Regions from separate parts of the Mus musculus genome. Here region 2 is linked to region 1. The links are chromatin contacts, called in public Micro-C maps. All regions are on one chromosome and are shown on one strand. The core of a region is the stretch at or near the end of the contact, and the rest is flanking DNA. Distances in the headings are between cores, read along the strand shown. Region 1 has its middle 6.8 kb from the start of Hsp90aa1. Region 2 has its middle 43 kb from the start of Mok.

Region 1 (5,474 bases), core at 1,624-4,123:
GCAGGTAGATTCTGAGTTCGAGGCCAGCCTGGTCTACAGAGTGAGTTCCAGGACAGCCAGGACACAGAGAAACCCTGTCTCCAAAACCAAACCAACCAAACAACAAAGCAGCAGCCCGGTTTCACCTAGCTAGAAGGAAGCTGCTTAGGCAGCCGCAGGCAACGGCATGAAACTGTTTCCGGCTCACGTCCCAATGTGGCTGACCATTATTGGGATATAAGCGGCTGGTGCAGGCACAGTTCAGTAAAACTGGAAGACCCTGGAAAAGAAGGATGAGAGAGACTGGAGTGTATGTGAGTGGGGTCCAAAACTAGGGTGTGGGTGTAAGAGAGAATGGGTAGGAGCTTCCATCCCAACTGTTAGCACTTTGGGCTCTGTCCCAGTTACCTGGCAAGAAACAGGTGTGGCTGATTCACTATGAAGGGGCTGCTGGCCCTTTCTGCTCTCTCTTGCCTGCTTGCTCTCCTCTCTCCATTCCCCTCCCCCCTCTCTCCATGTGCTCATGGCTGGCTTCTACTACTCTACTCTCTCTGACTTTCTCTCAACTCCCCTCCCCCATGCCTTAAATAAACTCTATTCTATACTTTGCCTTCTTGTGTCTGGTCCGTCAGGGGGAAGGGATGCCTTGGCATGGGCCCGCAGAGGCACCCCCTTCCCCAATACCTGACCTCACAGCCACTAAACATAGTCCTTCCCTCTCTTTATAAAGCACAACACTAACCTGTCTCTTTCACTCCCAAACCACCCCCTTGCAGAAGTCCAGTTTGTAATCTGCTAGTGCTAATCTGGAGTCAGGGATGGGACAGGACTCAGGGGAGTCTGAGCCCCACACAAGCACATTGTCTGGCCTGGAGTAGCACCCTTAGCTCTGAGAGGGTGGGACAAACCAGAAAGAGGTGAACATCCCGTGTGAGGAGCTTTGTCAGGGTCTCAGTCCTGTCAGACCAAAGGTCGTGTGTGTGTGTGTGTGTGTGTGTGTGTGTGTGTGTGTGTGAGAGAGAGAGAGAGAGAGAGAGAGAGAGAGAGCAGAGAAGTAGAAGCAGGCCATGAGCACATGGCGAGAGAGGGGGGAGGAGAACGGGGAGGGGCAAGAGGACAGCAGGAGAGAGAGAGAGAGAGAGAGAGAGAGAGAGAGAGAGAGAGAGAGAGAGAGAGAGCTAGAGCTTCCTTCCCTGGAGCACTGTGGTTTTCTTAAACCTGCTGAGTCACCTGACTCCAGGCCTCCCTCTACCACACCTGAGGGCTGCCTCAGATTGTCCTTGGAACACTCTTTCCCCCATGCTCAGGAGCTACTTAGATAGAACTCAAGCTTTCAGGTGCCATGCCAGGCCCTACTTAGCTGGCTTTTGCTGGACTGATTCGTGCCTTTCTCAGCTGCCATTTTAAGGAGTGGGGAACCCTCAGGGCATGCAGGACACTATGCCCTTACTTTCTATCTAGGCTGTCAGCCCCAGGGCCCCTTTAGCCAGCTCCTCTCTCCTGTTCCCTGTCTGGGACCCAGTTCACACAGTCACTGGCTGGGGAGACCCCCCTCCTATATCCAGCCCCATGGCATACATTATCTGCAGGTCTGTCACCAGGCCATGACAGCACTGTCCACAGAGGAGTGCCCAGCTCCCGACAGCTGGGGCAGCTTTCTCAGTCATAAGAAGATCATGGCAACCTTATCAGGAATACAAAGGCTAGATTTGCTCAGCTGGAAAAGACATGTTTAATGCATGTGAGGCACTAGTTTCCAGCACCACACACACACACACACACACACACACACACACACACACACACACGCAAATGCACGTCGAGCAAAGAAACTGATTCAGGGAGGGGAAGGATAGTCTACAAGGGCGATGGCTGCTGCTTGGCTTTCTGGTTTGTTCCAGCCTCTTTCTTCCTCCCGAGTTCCATTTTCTCACCCTTAAGCAGCCTCTACGGCAGGGCGGACCTCTTAACGTCTACTGTTCTTGCGGAGGTGGAACCTGGAAGAATGGAGCCTGAAATGAGGAGGTCTAAAGTCTCAGAGCTTTGGGCAGTTTACATCCGAAGGTTCGGAAGAATCACCGGAGTGAGGGGTTCAATCACAAGGACAGCTACACGTGGCAAAGCCCACATTTCTTTCCCACAGAAACATACAAACAAAAACCAACTGCCTCGTAAATAATCTGAGGTGAACTCACTCTTACCCGCTACACCAGGGAGGGCACACAAGCACCTTCTAAGAACAATTCCCTGGGTTAGAGAAACTGAGGTCATAGGAATTCTTGTTGTTTTGTTTTCTTGGAATTTTCTGCCCCAGCCCTCACATGACTCTGGGTCCTTGTCCCGACCTTGTACTTTGCATAAGGACACTTCAGGGCTATTCCACATTTTACCATCCCTGCCTTTATGTAAATTACAACGGTAGCCCTAGGGCCTGACCTCTCCACCCTGAAAGGTTCCCTTTGAGCCTGGAACCTTTTTTTTTAAAGACACTTTATTGAGCTCAGATCCCTCTATGTGCTTCCTCCAGAGTTCTAAGCTCATCCAGCTAAACTGAAATTACAGATTATTATCTCTTTATCCTTATTGGACCATCTCCAGACCCAGCCCAGGGCAGTCAAAATCATACAGAAAGAATTAGTGTATAGCTAGAGCCCTTCATTCCTAAGGGGCTGCACGGGTGTTTAGCGCCACCTGCTGGTCAGCTGCTGGAGGCCTTCCAATAGGAACAACTGAGCTCCCATGGGAGTTGACTTTCACCGCAGTCTTCACTCAAGAATTCAAGGCAAAGCTTCTGGTACTTCGCGGAGCAAGGATGAGGTGGTGTTCCTGTGTGTAAGACAGCCTGGAATCACCAATAATCTTCCTGACTCAGCCAGGACCACAGACCCCCTGCTGCAAAGTTCCGAGAGCAGCAGGCCTGGGTGCATTCCGTAGTGCAGGCCTATCATCCCAGCAATGCAGGAAGCTGACTCAGACTGAAATGACAAGTTGAAAACCTGCCAGGATGACAAAGAGAGTTCAAGGCAGTGTGTGACTTTCCGACCTCCTACATACTAAGAAGTAATTCGCTCTTGAGCTGTAGTCTTGTGGTGCCAGGGAAATGTTAGTGATCCCCCCAAACACAGACAGGAGCCAATCTGATGCAACTCATAGCAGGGCCTTTACTCAAGCTAGCTCAGGCCACCCAACACACCGCTGTCACACAGGACAGTTTTGGTGGGGGATGGGATGAGATCCCCGAATGCCTATCTAAAGTGTTCAATCACAAGGACAAGCTTACATGTGACAAAACCCACGTTTTCCTGTGGAGAAATACAAACAAAAAACAACAGCCAGTTGTTGTAAATAATTGGAGGTAAACTCACTCCCATCCACTACACCTAGGAGGCAGGGCTCTCTAGGAAGCAGCGAGCAGGGAGCAGGGATGGAGTACGTGTGCATGCATCTGATTGGCAAGCTCCTGTGGTCTTTAACATAACTGGCTGGTGCTGGGAGTCGGATCATAACTTAACTTCTGCTGTCCTCTGCATTGGTGGTCGTTAGGCAGGGGGTGGGCTTGTAACCCAGGGGTGCAGGTTTGTTGAGGAAATAACCTGGAGACACTGGTCTTATTGAGGGTGTAACCTGGAAACGCTGGTCTTGTTGGCGATTAGCCTAGAGACCGGAGCTAGGCTCGGGTCTTGTTGAGGGGTAGCTTGGAAACTAATGCTAGGTACTGGCCTGTTAGTTTACCTGAATTCAAACTTAGGGTCAGGGTCTCCAAAATGGAATGTGAATTTAAAAGATGTGGCATCCCAGTCTTTCGTCTTCTTTTTATTTCCAGTACTTGTTTGTGAGGTGTTGGGTCGGATGGACCTGAGGATGCCAGTCAAGTCCTCCCTCCGCCACTGAGCTGCATTCCTGGGCCCCATTCTTTTTACTGTTGAGGCAGGCTTTTGCTTAGATGCCCAACTTGTCTGGAACTTTCCATAACCAAGACAGGTCATGAAACTTTAATTTTCCTGCCCCAAAAGCCCGAGTAGAGTAATTTGGGAGATTTAAGTTGTAGTTTAAAACAAAACAAAACAAAACAAAACAAAACAAAACAAAACAGGTCTCTTCTTTTCCTGAGAATCACAGGGTCTTGACAATGACCTCGTTTTGCCTGCCCACCTGGGCAATTCTGTGCGCAGTAGCTGTGAATTCGTGTGTAGACACCAGCAAGCTCAACACATTAGTGACAGAAGTACCAGACATCTGCACTGTATCCTGAAGACCTGGGCTGGCATCCCAACTGCCATACCTTGTTTCCTCCGGGTCCCCTCCGATAGCAAAGCTATCTGCTTCTGCGACATATCCCGGACTCCATTTCACGATGAGGAACAAGTGTGGTCTTTGAACCAAGCCACTGAAACAGGATGGGTTTTCTCAGAAGGAACTCAGCTCACTAGGTCAGGCAGTGCAGCCTGTGGAAGGGAAGGAATTCCAACAAGGCACTCATGGGCAGTGGCTGGCTGTGGGTCACACAATGGGGAAAGGGATGGCAAGGACAGAGGCTGAGAGCTGTTTGAGGGCTCAAGAGAGACTGAGTGAGGCGTGAGTGACCAGCTGTGGAAGTGACGGGAGGGAGTGTAGTGACGGGAGGGAGGGGAACCTTCCCTGTCCTAAGGGGTTTCCTGATGCTGGAACTGAGGGCAGGCCTCACTCACTTCTCAGCCTGAGTAGTTCTAATGTTGTAGGACACATGTTGCCTTGCTTCTGTTATAGGGATACTCATTTCACAATATGTTGGAGTTCAGTGCCGGTAGTGAGGCAGTGGAGGAGACAGGCAGCCTGGAGAATGGAGTCTCTCTCCCACCAGCTTGGTGGACGGCTGCTGAGCTATCCACCTTTCCTGTGGTGTCAGTATTTTTGATCCTTAGGGTGTACCAAAACCCTGTTGTGTTAACTCATGTGGGGCAAACAATTTTGGACTCAGCCCCCTCCCCCATACCCCCTCCCCCACACCTCTGTAACAGGTCCCAGACCTTAGCACAACCGACTCCATGATGGAAGTATCATTCAGGCTGTAAAACTCAGCACATAGACAGCTCCACCTGCCAATATGGAAACAAAGACACAATCTATCAAAGTTCTGGGAAAATCTCCGAATGTACCACCTTGCTTTTTGTCTTCTGTAGTTCCACTTCTGGCTAACTGGTCCTGCTGACTGAAGTGTGACAACCCAGAATATAGTTCTTGTGCTTAGGGCTGAAGAGATGGCTCGGTGGTTAAGAGCACTGACTGCTCTTCTGAAGGTCCTGAGTTCAAATCCCAGCAACCACATGGAGGCTCACAACCATCCGTAATGAGATCTGATGCCCTTTTCTGGAGTGTCTGAAGACAGATACAGTGTACTTAGATATAATAATAAGTAAATCTTTTTTAAAAAAAATTCTTGTGCTTAAAAGCTCACCCTGAATAAGGCTCAGTGCTACACTGGGATTCCATATCCCCAGTGTAGTAGCCAGCCAGCT
Region 2 (5,474 bases), core at 1,687-4,186, 95 kb after region 1:
GTTTTTCCCCAACAGCAGAAGAGAGGGTCTGACTGTTTTGTTGTATGGAGTGGGAGGGGCAGGAAGTTGGCTGGAAGCCAAGGACAGGTTCCTCTGTTCTGCTCTGTGAGGACTGTTAGGTGTCCAGGCTGCAGCGTGCCTCCTGACTTGGCATTTGGTGGGTTCAGGTCCCCCAGGGGAAAAGCACAAAGACACACACACACACACACACAGCCGTCATGTTCTTGTACAGCAGCTGAGAGTCCAGGACTCTTGGAGACAGCACTGCTGTAGGACTCAGATCCTACCCTGAGTGCCACCCCTCCCTTAGCCCGTGTCCTCAGGAGCAGTGCTGGGTCAACTGCCCCTGTGGCAGTTTGCTTTCAGCTCCTTAGGTCCAGCTCAGCTGCTCAAGGAATTTCTTTTCAAACACCAGTTTTCACAGTGGAGGATAGTTCCTTGAGCTGGGTATTTTGTATCAAAATGATAGTTATTTTATTTCTTAATTTATTTAGAACATTTAGGATTATTTTTCTGTGTTGTACACCTTTGTAGTTAAATATAGCAGTAATGATCGTTTGTATTGAGTCTAGAGTGAACTTGGCTCAGTAATGAAGACTTGGCTTTTATGTCTCCAAGGTATCAAGACTCTGGTAGACAGTGGTCAGCTACTGGCTTCCCTTTCCAGAAATCCAGGCCATATCCCAGGCCCCTTCCCTTGCTCTTACATGTTCATGGTGGATCTGGGCGCCCCCCATTCCTATCCCCCCCCCCCCCAAGAAGTGGCTGCTGTTTAATGTGGTAGCCACCGAAACATTCTGCCTATGAGATGGTGGCAGTCTCCAGCGTATCTCACCTGTGTGCCAAGGCATTTCATGTTGTTCCATGAGCAACTAACTCTTCACAAGGGTACTCATGTCCCATCTACCCTGGAAATTGACTCCTTTGTTCGTAGGGTTCTGATCTGAGGTAGCAAAGACTGCTGCTATATAGACTTTCAGAACTTCAGAGATCAAATTGAGCTGCTGGGTGGGCAGGCTAGAAATAAAACACTCTGTGCAGTTTCTGAGATATTGTCAAATGCTTCGGAGTCATTGAGTATGCAGTTTCCAAATTCAAGACTGTGTGTTTGGCCTAAATAGGGAGTGGCCAGTCATAGGTAAGTAACGTTTATGGTGAAGCATATGGTGGTCTCTCAGTTTGAGGGTATCTTTGCTGGCAGGGGGCCATTGCATGTGTATCTGTGGACCCAGCACAGATGATGGGAGCTTACAGATGCCCTGTCCTGGTAGCATTCCTAGACCCATGAGCTGGGATCAAGGGGAAATAGATAGGATGCTGACAGTGACTCGAATCACTCGCTAGTGGGAAGCGGGGGAGGTAGAACAGGGTGGAAACTACTTTCTTTAAAGGGGGAAAGAAAAGACCCTGCTGATGTTGTCGGATGGAGACCTATGAATTCTCTTCTGCATCCCCATAAAAACGTCACAGTTTGTGATTTGGGGTTTAGTCACAGTATATTTCAACTTCTGCTGCTAAGTGTTGTGTCCTTAATGATTAACCTGGAAACCCTGTTTGGGGTCCTTTGCTGTGTGTGTGTCTTACCCTCCTGGGCTCCCTGCTAGGTTCAGGGTCTGGTAAGAGCCCAGGCCAGCTCTAGAGGGCTGTCTTAGTTGCATGACCTGGCCCAGGCTGGCCCCTGCATGGAGGGCGTGGTGCTGCTCCAGGCCCGCTCTACCCCCCTGACTGACTCCTGCCCCCCTTTCTTTGACAGCCGGCAGAGCAGTTCTGCAGGCAGGAGGACAGAGTGCAAGGTGTTCTCCAAGACCAGAACTAAAGGTGCGGCAGCTCCAGAAGAGGGTGCTGGTGCTGGAGGGCGGGGCTTCCTTCCTCCTTGTGCCCTGCAGACAGAGGTGGTGGGGTGTCATGGGGTTGCACCGATTGCCATGGTGGGTCCTGATCTCCAAAGAATGAGGACTAGGGCCACTGTGCTTCTACAGTAGCCACCCAGAGAAATGTTTTTAGTTTTCTAAACAAACTTTGAGCTTCCTCATCAAAACTTCCCTGAGCGTTTTCATGAGCAAGAATATCTTTGGTAACTAGCTACTGGACTAAAACAGCTACTGGCAAGAGGCTCTTAAAGGCAGGGTTCCAGTCTGCTTGCTGTGACCCAGACAGAGTCTGCGGGCTCAGTGAGGGCCACTGGACAGTTGGACCCTCCTGTCTGTCCTGCTTGCCCACCGCAGACAACCTTTCTGGTGACTCGAGAAAGCAGCTGCCCTGTAGCTATGGTGAATCAGCCCCCAGCTCCCCCCCCCCCCGTTTTCCTTCTCTGTGCATGTGGTGCCAGGGATTATGCCAAAGGACTCAACCCCTGCCCAACACGCCACATCCCAGCCCTCTGCAGAGGCTCAGAAGTTGTATCTTCCTCTTAAACAAATGCTCCAGAGAGACTGGGTGATACCTGCAGCTAGTAGTGGCTTCTGCCTCCAGATTAGCCTACACAGGGCAGAGGATTAAGTTTGTCCTGATGGTTGAGTTTAGAAGTGCTCTGAGAGCTGCTGAGGTCAGGATGCAGGGTGAGGGCCATTAGAGAAGCCAGCAGGGAGAGGAGAGCAGCCACATTGTCTTCAGAGGCACTCTTAAATTAGGTGGACAAGGCCCAGGTCAGTAGTCTGCTCTAGTGTTTGTCTTAAACGCTCAGGGCACAGCTGTTCCTTCCATCCTGTAATGATGCATTCTGAATTTGTGCTAAAATGAGTGAGCCTGCCTTATAAGGCACACGTGTGCCTGTGTACAAGGCCCTCTCACCTGCTGGAGGGAAACGTTTTCTTTGTTGAGCAAGCTCGGAAGTGTAAAGAGTAACAGGACACAAGACACGGCCGGCCAGCCAGAGCTTAGTGGTGGCTTTTCCAGTGGCTGACCTTGGAGTGCACGCTACGCTGTGGGCAGTTAGTCACACATCTTGGCTCAGGACCAGTTTGCAGCACTGAGGCATGTGTGACCACTGTTGAGGCCCTCTCCTTACCCATGGAGCCTCCGTGCACTTCTCTGGGTAGGCCTGTACTGACTTGAAGACATGGCCTCTGGCTTGGGTTTGGTTTCTAAGGCTGAACTGGTCTCTGTCCTGGGAATGCATGGGGGAGCCGCCACACCCCCATGCCCTGTTTATGTCAGAGCATGCTGTTTGCCTTGGGCTGACTGGACCACCACAAGCTGGCTTAGGTTAACAAGGTGCTCATCAAAGTGCTATGTGGTGGCTGTCCCAGGGAACAGAGACGTCAGTGTGGCCCTGGTAAAGCCTGTGGCTCATTTGTGGAAAAGCACTTGTATTCAGCTGTTACCTTGACGAATCAGATCCCAGATTGAATTGTAAGACTGTTCTTTTCATGGAGCAACTGTCCCATGATGCTGGGGTTTTCACTCATGCTGCACTTATTACATTTTCTTTGTGTCATGGTTCAATTCCTGACTCTTGAGGTAAAAGTATGAAAATCGTGCATTTTTACTTCTGTGTACTTAGGTTTTAAAGACTGTTATTAAGTGACATTGTGTAAAGTTGTATGGGTATATTTATTTTCAGTGAAAGTCAAGGTAATACATGTATTCCTTTCTTACATTTTCATCTGATCTCTTCACAACTTGAATAAATTTCATGAAGAGCCCTCCTGCTGTGAACTACCAGGAAACTGAGCTCCTAATGTCGCAATAACTAATGAAGCTTGAATATCAGTATTGTTATTCATTTCTGAGAACCATGTTCTGTTTCACTGCTTTGTCTTTTAGCTGTTCCCTTGTCCCTGTCACAGCAAAAGATTTACCATATACTTGACTTCTGAAGTACTGGAGGCTGTCCTCTGTATATTGACATTGAATAAACGTGTGAATGCATTGTAAATGTAGATAAATTTTAAGTCATTTTCACATCCAAGCTTCATAAAAAGGAATCTCAGTGAGCCAAAAGAGAGAAGCTGTTAAATGCTGTAAAATTCAGAGCCTTGTTAATGTTTGTGAGACACCATGGATGACTCTGTGTGGACCATGGTCTCAGTTAGCTTCTAGATGAAATGCAGATACTGAGCAGCCCAGATTCTGCTGTGTGAGCTGCTCTCAGTGAGGCACTGGGATTCTCTGAGTGTGAAAAGGTCAAATGTAATGCTAATGATAACTCTCTGAAGGTCTACCAGTTGGCTCTGCAGCCACCTAGCCAGCCTAGTGAGCCAAGGGCACCGTGGGCCTCTGTAGGAGCTCTTCCCACCTCACCCCTGCTGGGCTTCTGTGCTGGGGCTTGGCTGCTGTGATCACCTAGAGCCCAGGGTAGCAGGAGCAGTAGGTGACTTCACTGCCCAGGAGCATCAGCCATGCTTGTTGTCCTGCTCTAAGGACAGGTCCCTGCCCGGGCGACAAGGTGAGAGGGAGCCGGCCCATGCTGCCCCATACAGCTGTTGCCTCTTAGTTCCCGAGACACTGGGCTTTTGCTTAGCGGCCTGTCCTCCAGGCCGGTGGCCTGCCAAGCCCTATGCTCTGCCTCTCAGCCCTCACAGAATTCCAGGGTTTCCTTACTACCTGACTTAATGGGTGCAGGTTGGGTTGGCTAGGAGTCCTGCAAAGCAGGAGAAATGTTCAACCTGTAGTTTAAAGTGACCTCCCAATTTCCCACCACAGGAGCAGCGCGGCTTTTTCTCAGCGCTATAGCTTTAAAGTCTAAAAAGGCAGGTTAATAGCATTTTCAAATGTGTTTAAAGAAAATCATAATGTGATTAAAAACAAAACAAAACAACCCAGAACCCTTCTAGTATGTGCGTGGGAGAAGTGACATCATCCTTGTCCCTCCGTGTAGGGCTGGCTGCCAGTGGACAGTGGTCGTCCGTTCCAGCTAGTGAGCCTGCTGCAGCACCTCTGTCTTGGGGCTGCGCCTCTAAAACCAGCCCCTCTCTTTAGGGAAGGCTCTGGGCAGCTTCTTGGAAGGGTGAGCTTTGGAGGATTTCGGACCCTCTTTTCCTCCATGGCAGATTTGAGGGGCCCAGCAGGTCCCAGGATGAGGGCCTTAGCTGGCAAACATTTTTCCAAGTGCACAGCCTCTGAGGAGTCTTCTGTAGCTTGAACCTTTTCTTTTCTCTGTCTTCCCCTAGATGGCTGTAAAGAGTGACTGGGAACCCTTTTCTCATCAGAGACCGGGTTGTATAGCCCATGTGTGCTCTCAGTGAGTGCCTGTCAGTGGTAGGAAGACTGGTCAAGGGACAAGACCCAGAAGCCAGCAGGAGCCTGAGTACCAGGCCATAGGACTGTGAGGCAGGGAGGGACACAGACACTGAAAGCTTCCTAAACCATCTCATTGAGTCTGGGCACGCCAGCCTCTTCCATGGACCTTACACAGAACTGTGGCCTTCTGTCAAGTTTCTCTCTGGCAAGTTGGAGTGTATATAATAAATTAATGGATTCGTAAGCTCAGACAGATAAGGGGACCCAGCAAGGGGCTAAGAGCACGTGCAGGT

What was found. A called contact is a pair of places that touch in the nucleus more often than the background predicts.
Region 2: a contact with region 1 is called in a Micro-C map of muscle stem cells, with 4 times the contacts expected there. The contact joins two enhancer-like sites. A contact is called at or near these places in 4 of 39 promoter capture datasets (the C10 cell line, the HPC-7 cell line, cranial neural crest and 1 more), 1 of 15 datasets of contacts at CTCF or cohesin (pro-B cells), 13 of 484 Hi-C or Micro-C datasets (CD4 single positive thymocytes, CD8 T cells, the N1E-115 cell line and 8 more), 6 of 115 datasets of contacts at active chromatin or transcription factors (embryonic hindbrain, embryonic stem cells, kidney and 1 more) and 2 of 9 other capture datasets (adipose tissue and liver).

The regions. Positions count from the first base shown.
Region 1 is chr12:110,700,443-110,705,916 of GRCm38.p6, forward strand. No RefSeq gene overlaps it. Among named protein-coding and RNA genes, the nearest start is that of Hsp90aa1, 6.8 kb to the left of the region's middle. Within about 2 kb of position 2,874, at least 128 of the 459 cell types and tissues checked have an H3K27ac peak or open chromatin away from gene starts, as enhancers often do. A contact at or near this core is called in muscle stem cells, pancreatic cancer cells and rod photoreceptor, where this site is marked.
Region 2 is chr12:110,795,190-110,800,663 of GRCm38.p6, forward strand. It overlaps a transcript of Wdr20 not described here. Among named protein-coding and RNA genes, the nearest start is that of Mok, 43 kb to the right of the region's middle. Within about 2 kb of position 2,937, at least 79 of the 459 cell types and tissues checked have an H3K27ac peak or open chromatin away from gene starts, as enhancers often do. A contact at or near this core is called in muscle stem cells, pancreatic cancer cells and rod photoreceptor, where this site is marked.